Linked DNA regions of Mus musculus: region 1 is linked to region 2. A link is a contact called in public Hi-C data. All regions are on one chromosome and are shown on one strand. Each heading gives the region's core, a stretch centred on a gene start, on an enhancer-like site or on the middle of the called end of the contact. The rest is flanking DNA. Distances are from core to core; before and after follow the strand shown.

The links. A called contact is a pair of places that touch in the nucleus more often than the background predicts.
Region 1: a contact with region 2 is called in a Hi-C map of liver, with 1.5 times the contacts expected there. The contact joins two enhancer-like sites. A contact is called at or near these places in 3 of 484 Hi-C or Micro-C datasets (cranial neural crest, liver and regulatory T cells) and 2 of 115 datasets of contacts at active chromatin or transcription factors (both in regulatory T cells).

The regions. Positions count from the first base shown.
Region 1 is chr9:33,063,493-33,067,242 of GRCm38.p6, forward strand. The region is part of intron 1 of Gm27166 (a long non-coding RNA gene); the gene reads left to right. Among named protein-coding and RNA genes, the nearest start is that of Gm27166, 34 kb to the left of the region's middle. Within about 2 kb of position 2,334, at least 2 of the 459 cell types and tissues checked have an H3K27ac peak or open chromatin away from gene starts, as enhancers often do. A contact at or near this core is called in liver, where this site is marked.
Region 2 is chr9:32,729,551-32,733,548 of GRCm38.p6, forward strand. Ets1 (E26 avian leukemia oncogene 1, 5' domain) reads left to right here. Exons shown (of 10, transcript NM_001372534.1): 5 at 505-705; 6 at 3,399-3,476. Among named protein-coding and RNA genes, the nearest start is that of Gm3331, 52 kb to the right of the region's middle. Within about 2 kb of position 1,896, at least 80 of the 459 cell types and tissues checked have an H3K27ac peak or open chromatin away from gene starts, as enhancers often do. A contact at or near this core is called in liver, where this site is marked.

The sequences.
Region 1 (3,750 bases), core at 1,084-3,583, 330 kb after region 2:
CCAGAGTTTTCTCTTTTAAAAGCCCACCAATCATTGGATTTCCCAAATGACCTCATCTCAACTTGATGATCTACAAAGACCCTGTTTACAAATAAGGGGTATATGTAGATCCTGGGATCTAGGACATAGCACAGTTCAATACATAACCCATGTTAAACCGCTTCAAGGAAGCCAAGGCCCAGAGAACAACAAATTCGTTGCATTGAATCAAACAGGCTCAGGCTAGCTCACTGCTCATTACTGTGGATTGTGCTATTTCTTGCTTCTGGGAAGACAGTGAGAAGATGGGCTGTGCTACTGTTACGCGGCAGCCTCGGCTCTCCTTGGGCTCACTCCTCAGCAGGAATATTAGTTCTAGTGCTCCTGAGAGAGAATTCAGAGGGGAAACCGCAATAAAGCAGGTAGTCAAAAGATTAACCATAGGAAGCAAGAATACACTCTAGCAAAAGAACTGGCTGAGCCAAGCAGTATCTTTGATGCTGGTATACAAGTCTGGAGATTGGATCTCTCTCTCTCTCTCTCTCTCTCTCTCTCTCTCTCTCTCTCTCTCTCTTTCTCTCTGCCCCTTTTGCCTATCATAAGGTAGGTACTATCAGGATATGGTGTGCTTTCTTTGGAAGCCTATTTCCAGAATTCTATATATTATATATATATATATATATATATATATATATATATATATATATATATATGATGCAGGAAAAGTTTACTAGGAGAAATCTAACAGGTGAAGTCCGTTTGAACTAACCCAGGTAGTTGATTGCTATCACCTGATGATGTTAGATCCTGTTTTGGGGACCCTGAGCGGGTCTATCTGTAGTCAACTACTACCACTCCCTTTACCTTTTGTTTGCAGTAGGGGTTGAACTTGCAAAGATGGAGAGACTGTAAGAAGTGTTATTTTCTTATTTAAATATTTTTTAAGATTAAAAAAATGTATGTGAATGTTTTGCCTGAAGGAATATATATGTACCATATGCATGTGTGGTGCCCTCAGAGGTCAAAGCAGGAACGCAGATCCCTAGAGTTGTAAATGGTTGTGAGCCACATTGTGAGTTAGGGGAATAACACTTAGGGTTTCTTCTAGAGCAGAAAGTGCCCTTAACTCCTGAGCCATCATTCCAGTTCTCCAGTTACTGGACTTTATGTCCTGTACCGAACTACTGGTCACTTATTCCTGTTCTAAACTTCGCTAAAACACTACAAAGAGGTTGGTCTGTTCTCATACCTTGGAAATAAAGACTATTTGCTGTCATGTGGCAATGAGAGAAATCATAGGTCTTTTACAGGTAGCTTTCTGTCTCAAGGATTATTTCAACCTAACATGATGACTACTAACTATAGCCAGAAGGGATTCATGCTACAAATTGCTACAAATACCTAACAGGCAACTGCACAGCCTTAGGAATATTCTAGAAGGGAAAAGTACTTCAGCAAACAGTACATATCACCACATACACATGGAAGGTATACTCCAATGAGCAAAAATAGTCAATAAAAAATAAAAGCATTCTTTGGAATTTATGATACCCATATTTATTTTCCAATAAAAATGAGCAAAATCAAGCCTTTGAGTTCCCAGTAATACTAAGGTAGGCTAGGCAGAAAAGAGATATGTGACAAGAAATACCTAAAGGGATCTTGTTAAGAAGTATTACAGGTAACTGAGAACTTTTTTTAACTGTAAATGCAGAGAGCAACTAAGAACACTGGCTCTAAGCAGGGATGTGCTTGGTTTGTTTGAAGAGTCTAAAATTAAGGCAGAATATATCCTTAAACACAGACTAAATTTAGCTGTAGGGGTTTCTTTATGATAGCATATTTACTGCAAAGAGGGGATTCCTATGCAGAGAGCAGAGGCTGGGCAGCAAGGATGATGTTAAAAGCCAGTGAGCATCTTCAGTCTGTGGGAACGCAACATCAAGCTTATCTTTGTGTGTTCCTGGCCTTAATCCCATAAAATAATGGAGCCACTAATAGTTTTTTTTCAGTTTTTCTCCAGACTCTCCCTCATCACGTGACCTTGTTCTTTGCTCTTTCCAGATCATTGGTCCTGTCTCTATCTGACCCCTCACAATATTACAACACATTTCTTGTACTGTGGTTTCATTTAAGAAGTGCCACTCTCTACCTCCAAAACAATGAACTATGTGTGTGTGCCCATATGTGTATGCATGCGCATGTAAGCCATGATGTATGAAAGTCAGAGGACAACTTTCTGGAGTCAGTCATTTTCTCCAACCATGCAGATTCACAGGATCAAACTCAGGTCCTCTGGCTTGGGTGCCTTTACCTGTTGAGTCATCTCTGTTTCTTCATGCTCCTTTCTTCAGAGTCCTGACTCAGTTCATTATTACAGGCAGCATAGTCAAAGACCCAAGAGCCCAGTGGGTGATTCAGAGCTTTGAGTTTATGTATCCATTATTGCTTTCTCATCCCCATTAGAGTCCCATGCCCATGTGGTGACTGTCATTCCCATGGAACCAAAGCCTGCCCCACTCTTCCCACTATTATTTGATATGGGAGATGGTACTTGGTCAAGTTGGGCCAAGTTATCTATTTTCCAGAATAATTTAAATAGAGAGCTAGAGAGATTTTGTTATGCTTCCCCAAGAAATAAGCAAGAGGAAGTAAATAGGAGAGCAATTGGAAGAAGGAGAGCATATGCTTGCAAAACAACAACAACAACAACAACAACAACAACAACAACAACAACACAAAACAAAAATTGAGTGATACCAGCAGTTTCTTGACAGCATGTCAATCATGAGTTTGCACTGTTCCAATTCTTTGCTGTTTCATTGGGGCACTGACCTCCTCTTTTGGCTTAATTTCGATTTATTTCTGGTAATAATTAACCAAATATCCAACTATTTCCACTTTCTTCCAATTGTACACAAGTGTGTGGGGGGGCACATAAATATTGTGTCAGTTTATAGAAGGGATTCCATTTACCATTGGATTTTGCCTACCATGGACTTTGCCTGTGAGGGGTCTAGGGAGGTTCATGAATTGAAGGACAATAGCCATCACACTACATGAAGCAGTGTGGGAGTAGGAGACAGGCGAGGGTGTGGAGATGGAAAAGCTGCATGCTTTTGCATTCTCTATAAAATATTGCCCTTTTATTTGTCTATGTTGCTGTAGATGACAGAACTTCCTTTTGTGAGGTTGAGTAGAATTTCAATGTCCTCAGACCAAGTATGAGTGTATGAGATGATGCTGATGCTGAATACACTGACTCAATTATTGTCTAGTGTCTATATGTAGCAAAGCATCATCCTTTACCCTGTGGAGATGCATAATTACTGTCAATTAAAATTAATTAAGCAATGAAAATTAAATAACATGAAAATGTTTATATTTAAAACAACAATCTATGTAATACATGTTCCTCTCCTTTTCTCCCTATAATGTTCTTCACATGGTACTTTTCCTTCCATCTCTACTGCCCTCCCAGGCTGCTGAATTATAGATAGTGTTTAATCAGTGGGATGTTCTATTTAATACTGAGAACCGTATCTGACACAGAGATTTACCAAGACAAGCACCTAATGACAGAATGAATTACTGAAAGAAAGAAGGAAAGAAAGAAAGGAAGGAAGGAAGGGAGAAAGGAAGGAAGGAAGGAAGGAAGGAAGGAAGGAAGGGAGAAAGGAAGGAAGGAAGGGAGAAAGTGAGGGAGGAAGGAAGGAAGGGAGGGAGGAAGGAAGGAAGGAAGGAAGGAAGGAAAGAGAGAGAGAAAGAGAG
Region 2 (3,998 bases), core at 646-3,145:
CAAAGCTGTCCCTGTGGTCACAAATAATGATACTTCAATGACTTACCATTACTAATTGCTGTGATTATTATAAAACCTGAGTGGCTAAGATAAAAAATAATTGAGTATAAAAAAATCTCAAGTGTATTGCAGCGTTGAGAGCAGAAAGAGGCATGTGCAGTTTGTGGGAAACACTTTCCATTGCTATTGCCATTAAAGAAGGCATAGTCCCTTATCTGGGGGCTTTTGATATTTTTTAATGAGAATCAGGGTGAGAGAGGAGATCAATGGAAATCTTGGCCTGAAAAAAAAAAAAGCAGGGAATTGCTGTTGGCTGATTTTAGCTCCTCCTAGCTGAGGAGATGGGAAAGTGGGGTGCTAGATGAGGGAGGAAGAGTCTGAGAGGTGCTGGACAAGATGCTGCTCCCAAGGTGTAGAGTAACTAGCATCGTCAGCTCTGTTTCGGCCCTTCCCTGCCTTCTCCCAGCCTGACCTACTATATCCTCGCTTGGCCTCTCTTCTCAGACCCCCGGCAGTGGACAGAAACCCACGTCCGGGACTGGGTGATGTGGGCTGTGAATGAGTTCAGCCTGAAAGGTGTGGACTTCCAGAAGTTCTGTATGAGTGGAGCAGCACTGTGTGCCCTGGGTAAAGAATGCTTCCTCGAGCTGGCTCCAGACTTTGTTGGGGATATCCTGTGGGAGCATCTAGAGATCCTGCAGAAAGGTAAATGTGTGCAAATGGGGAGGGGCACTGGGTGGAGTTTCTCTAAGAGTAGGAGGAAGGCTGGCCCAACAGTGGGATGCTCTTGCTGTTGTTGCCTGTGGGTGTTCAGCCATGGTATAGACGGTATGTGGGGCTGTGTTTGGCTCAAAGCAAGAGCTCAATACATGTTGGCTTATTTTCTTCTCTGCCTTAGGAGTTCATATTTTATTTTTTTTTTAAACAAGATTGTACTTCTCTAGCATCTTGTATACAATTCGAGTTATTTTCTTAGACCCATACATTATTTGAATAAATAGTGTCTGAACTTAAATAAATCTGGATATATAAAACAGGAGTTTCACCTGCTCTGGAACGTTTGATATATACTCCGTTGGTCTGTGGTGTATTCTCTCTGGTAACAGGAGAGTACAGCTTTTCCAAGCCCATTAGCAAGACAAGTTTCTCTGCCAGTCACTGGCTTGGGATTAAGGCAGCGTAGAATACCTTTTACATTTGGAGCCAAAGCTAGGGTTATATCAGGACGTGGTGTTGCAACCTTGTAATGACACAGCCTCCTCTACTGGCCTGGCCTCTTCTAACCTTTTTGGACCAAGTGACTCATGTCCCGTAGCTCCGGCTGAGTATAGCAACAGCAGCGGGCCGCAAACTTGGGTGTTTCTGTGCTTATTTGTCTAAATTTCTTCTTAAAATAAATGGCAGTTACCAGCAGTCAGCAGTGCCCTACAGCTGACTGTAAGCCTAGAAGCCTGCTGCCCTCTGTAACCAGGCCCACCCTTTCCCTGTGGTTACCAGCCTCAATCTCTAGGCACAGCATCTGGGGGCAGGGCACACAGCTCAGTCCATGTAAGACCTTCCTTTGTTTAAGAGAACGAACACCTCACTCTAGAGACCTAGAGACCTAGGTTCCAATCCTCTGGGCATATGAATGTGGTATGTCTTCCTCCACCTCAGCTTCTTGTCGAAACTGATCCCTGGATGAACACAGTTAAGGACTTGGTAGCTCTTCCTGTGGCTGCTGCTACTCAGGACTGGACAACTGCTCGCTGTAGGAAGGGCACTGGTGCAGACCCCTAGGCACTGACATAATTGACCTGTTCATAGGAGGATAAAGAAGGATGTGGCAGACTCTACGCAGCACCGGTTTAACTTCTGTCTTCTGAACACAACAGCAGGTTGCACCAGACCATGAAACCAAACATAGTCTGTCAATATGGTGCTTCTGTGAACTCTAAATGAATTCCTGCAGTGGACGTACCCAGAGCTGGGGGTAGTCTCGGTCTGTCAGAGGCTGATCATGGTCTGTTCATATCCTTGATTCCAAAGTGCTGCCAAATATAAACTCTTGAAATTAGCCACAATCAGTGATCGACCCTTTAAACTTTACTTACTTCCAAGTCTGTTTTCGTTTCACTTCTCACCCAGTGCTCTTGCTGTGATGCTCCGAGGAAACTCTACCACTGAGACAGGATTAGACTATTGACAGTGTTCATGCAGAGGAGCATTGTCAGGGATTTGAAGTGAAGCAGGGTGTAATGGAGTCGGTGTGAGGAGGCAAGTCCGGTCATCCTAGCCAGGGTCCCGTTGCTTGAGGCAGTAAAACTGTCAGGCTATGGATTTCCGTTTCTGAAGGGATGACAGGGACGTTTGTGCGTAGGACAGCGTCCCTTCTGTTGATCTAACAGGAGCAGCATGGCAGCCAGAGAGCATAGCTGCTTGGGGTGGAGCTGGAGGCCAAAGGTGCAGGGGATGTTTGAATCTGATAAGCCGCTCAAGCAGTGTGTAATCATTTTATCTCAACTGGGAACTTTTTTTTTTTGAGTGCAGGCATAAACTTGTTTTCCCATCAGCCTTTGCTCTCAGGAGGCTAGCAGGTACCTGAGGAAAAACCCGTATCAGCAGTCTCTCTTGATGACTGATCTTTGCAAAGAAATGCAGTCAGGCTCTGTAGAGTGTCGACAGCTACTGCGATTGATTCTGGGGTAGCAGAGTACCCCGAGCCCCACTGCGAAAGATCGGCTCTCCGCTACACTTTATTTCTTCCTGGGTCCTAATGAAGTTGGAATCTAGGCAGTGTGGACGTGTTGGCTTCTGTTACTTTACATAAGTCCTCACAGTTCACTGAGTGGCGTCACCTTACCAGAGTCCTGCTTCTTGTCTGGGCCTGAACTTGAATTCTGAGAACAATGAGAAAAGCAGAATTCAAAAGGACAAAAACAATCCAGATATCTGCAAAAAGTGGAGGATACAAATACCCACTTGCCTGAAGGCTAGCGTGTGTTCTGAAATGGGTTTTAGTCGACCCGTTTGAGTGTTAGGTGCTGATCTTGGTCCTTGAGACATCCCCACACTTGAGCCTGAAGATTCAGTTCTCTGAAGGGAAACAGCAAGACACCACCCAATAGGGATGCCCGTTCTCTCAACCCTCAGTGATTGCCCACTGGGTCTCCTCCCAAGATAAATGGACCAATCCCGTTTCACAGCTGCTGATATGTTAAGCTCAGCCGTACTTTAGTGATGTCATCCTGAGATAAGGCTCCATCCAGACAACCAAGACCCCAACTCCTGTAGTGTGCTTACAGACTTCCTAGAAAAAATCGGTTGAGATTGTTGGGGTCCTTGTGTTTTAAGATCCTTGCAGGTCACATGTCACTTGCGTGTTATCTTCATTTTATTCCCTGGTTTGTTTCTTACAGAGGATGTGAAACCATATCAGGTTAATGGAGCCAACCCTACCTACCCAGAATCCTGTTACACCTCGGATTACTTCATCAGTAAGTGCTACTGTCCACTCTGCCTCTGTCTTTTTATGATAGGGATCCTGGAAAGGCTCCCTGGCTTAGTTGATCCCAGATGCTTCAATAATAACTCTATTGAAAGCAATATAATTTTAATTATATTCTGCTTTTTGTTACTTAATTTATGACTTGTCACATAGTACATCACTAAGTCTATGTGTGTTTACCAGTCTACAAAGTTCCTGCGAGTGGGAAGGAATATACCCTGGGCATATTTTGATCTTATTTAGTCCCATGTGTGTGAGAGACTGGGAGAGATTTGATTTTGGCCTACATGCTTTGCTTAACTATTATTAAAGATGATCGGATTTGCTATGGGATCCTTCTGGATTCCCTGCGTGGGCTGTGTAGCATCATAGTCTGTTATAGAGAGTGAAACTTTGTTTTTAAAGTGCATGATAGCTTAGTACACTATAGAGGTATCCAGAGAAGAACAGTATCATTGGCTTCTCTGATGGGCCTGACTTCAAAGGTAGTGTGAAACAGGTGTGGTGTATA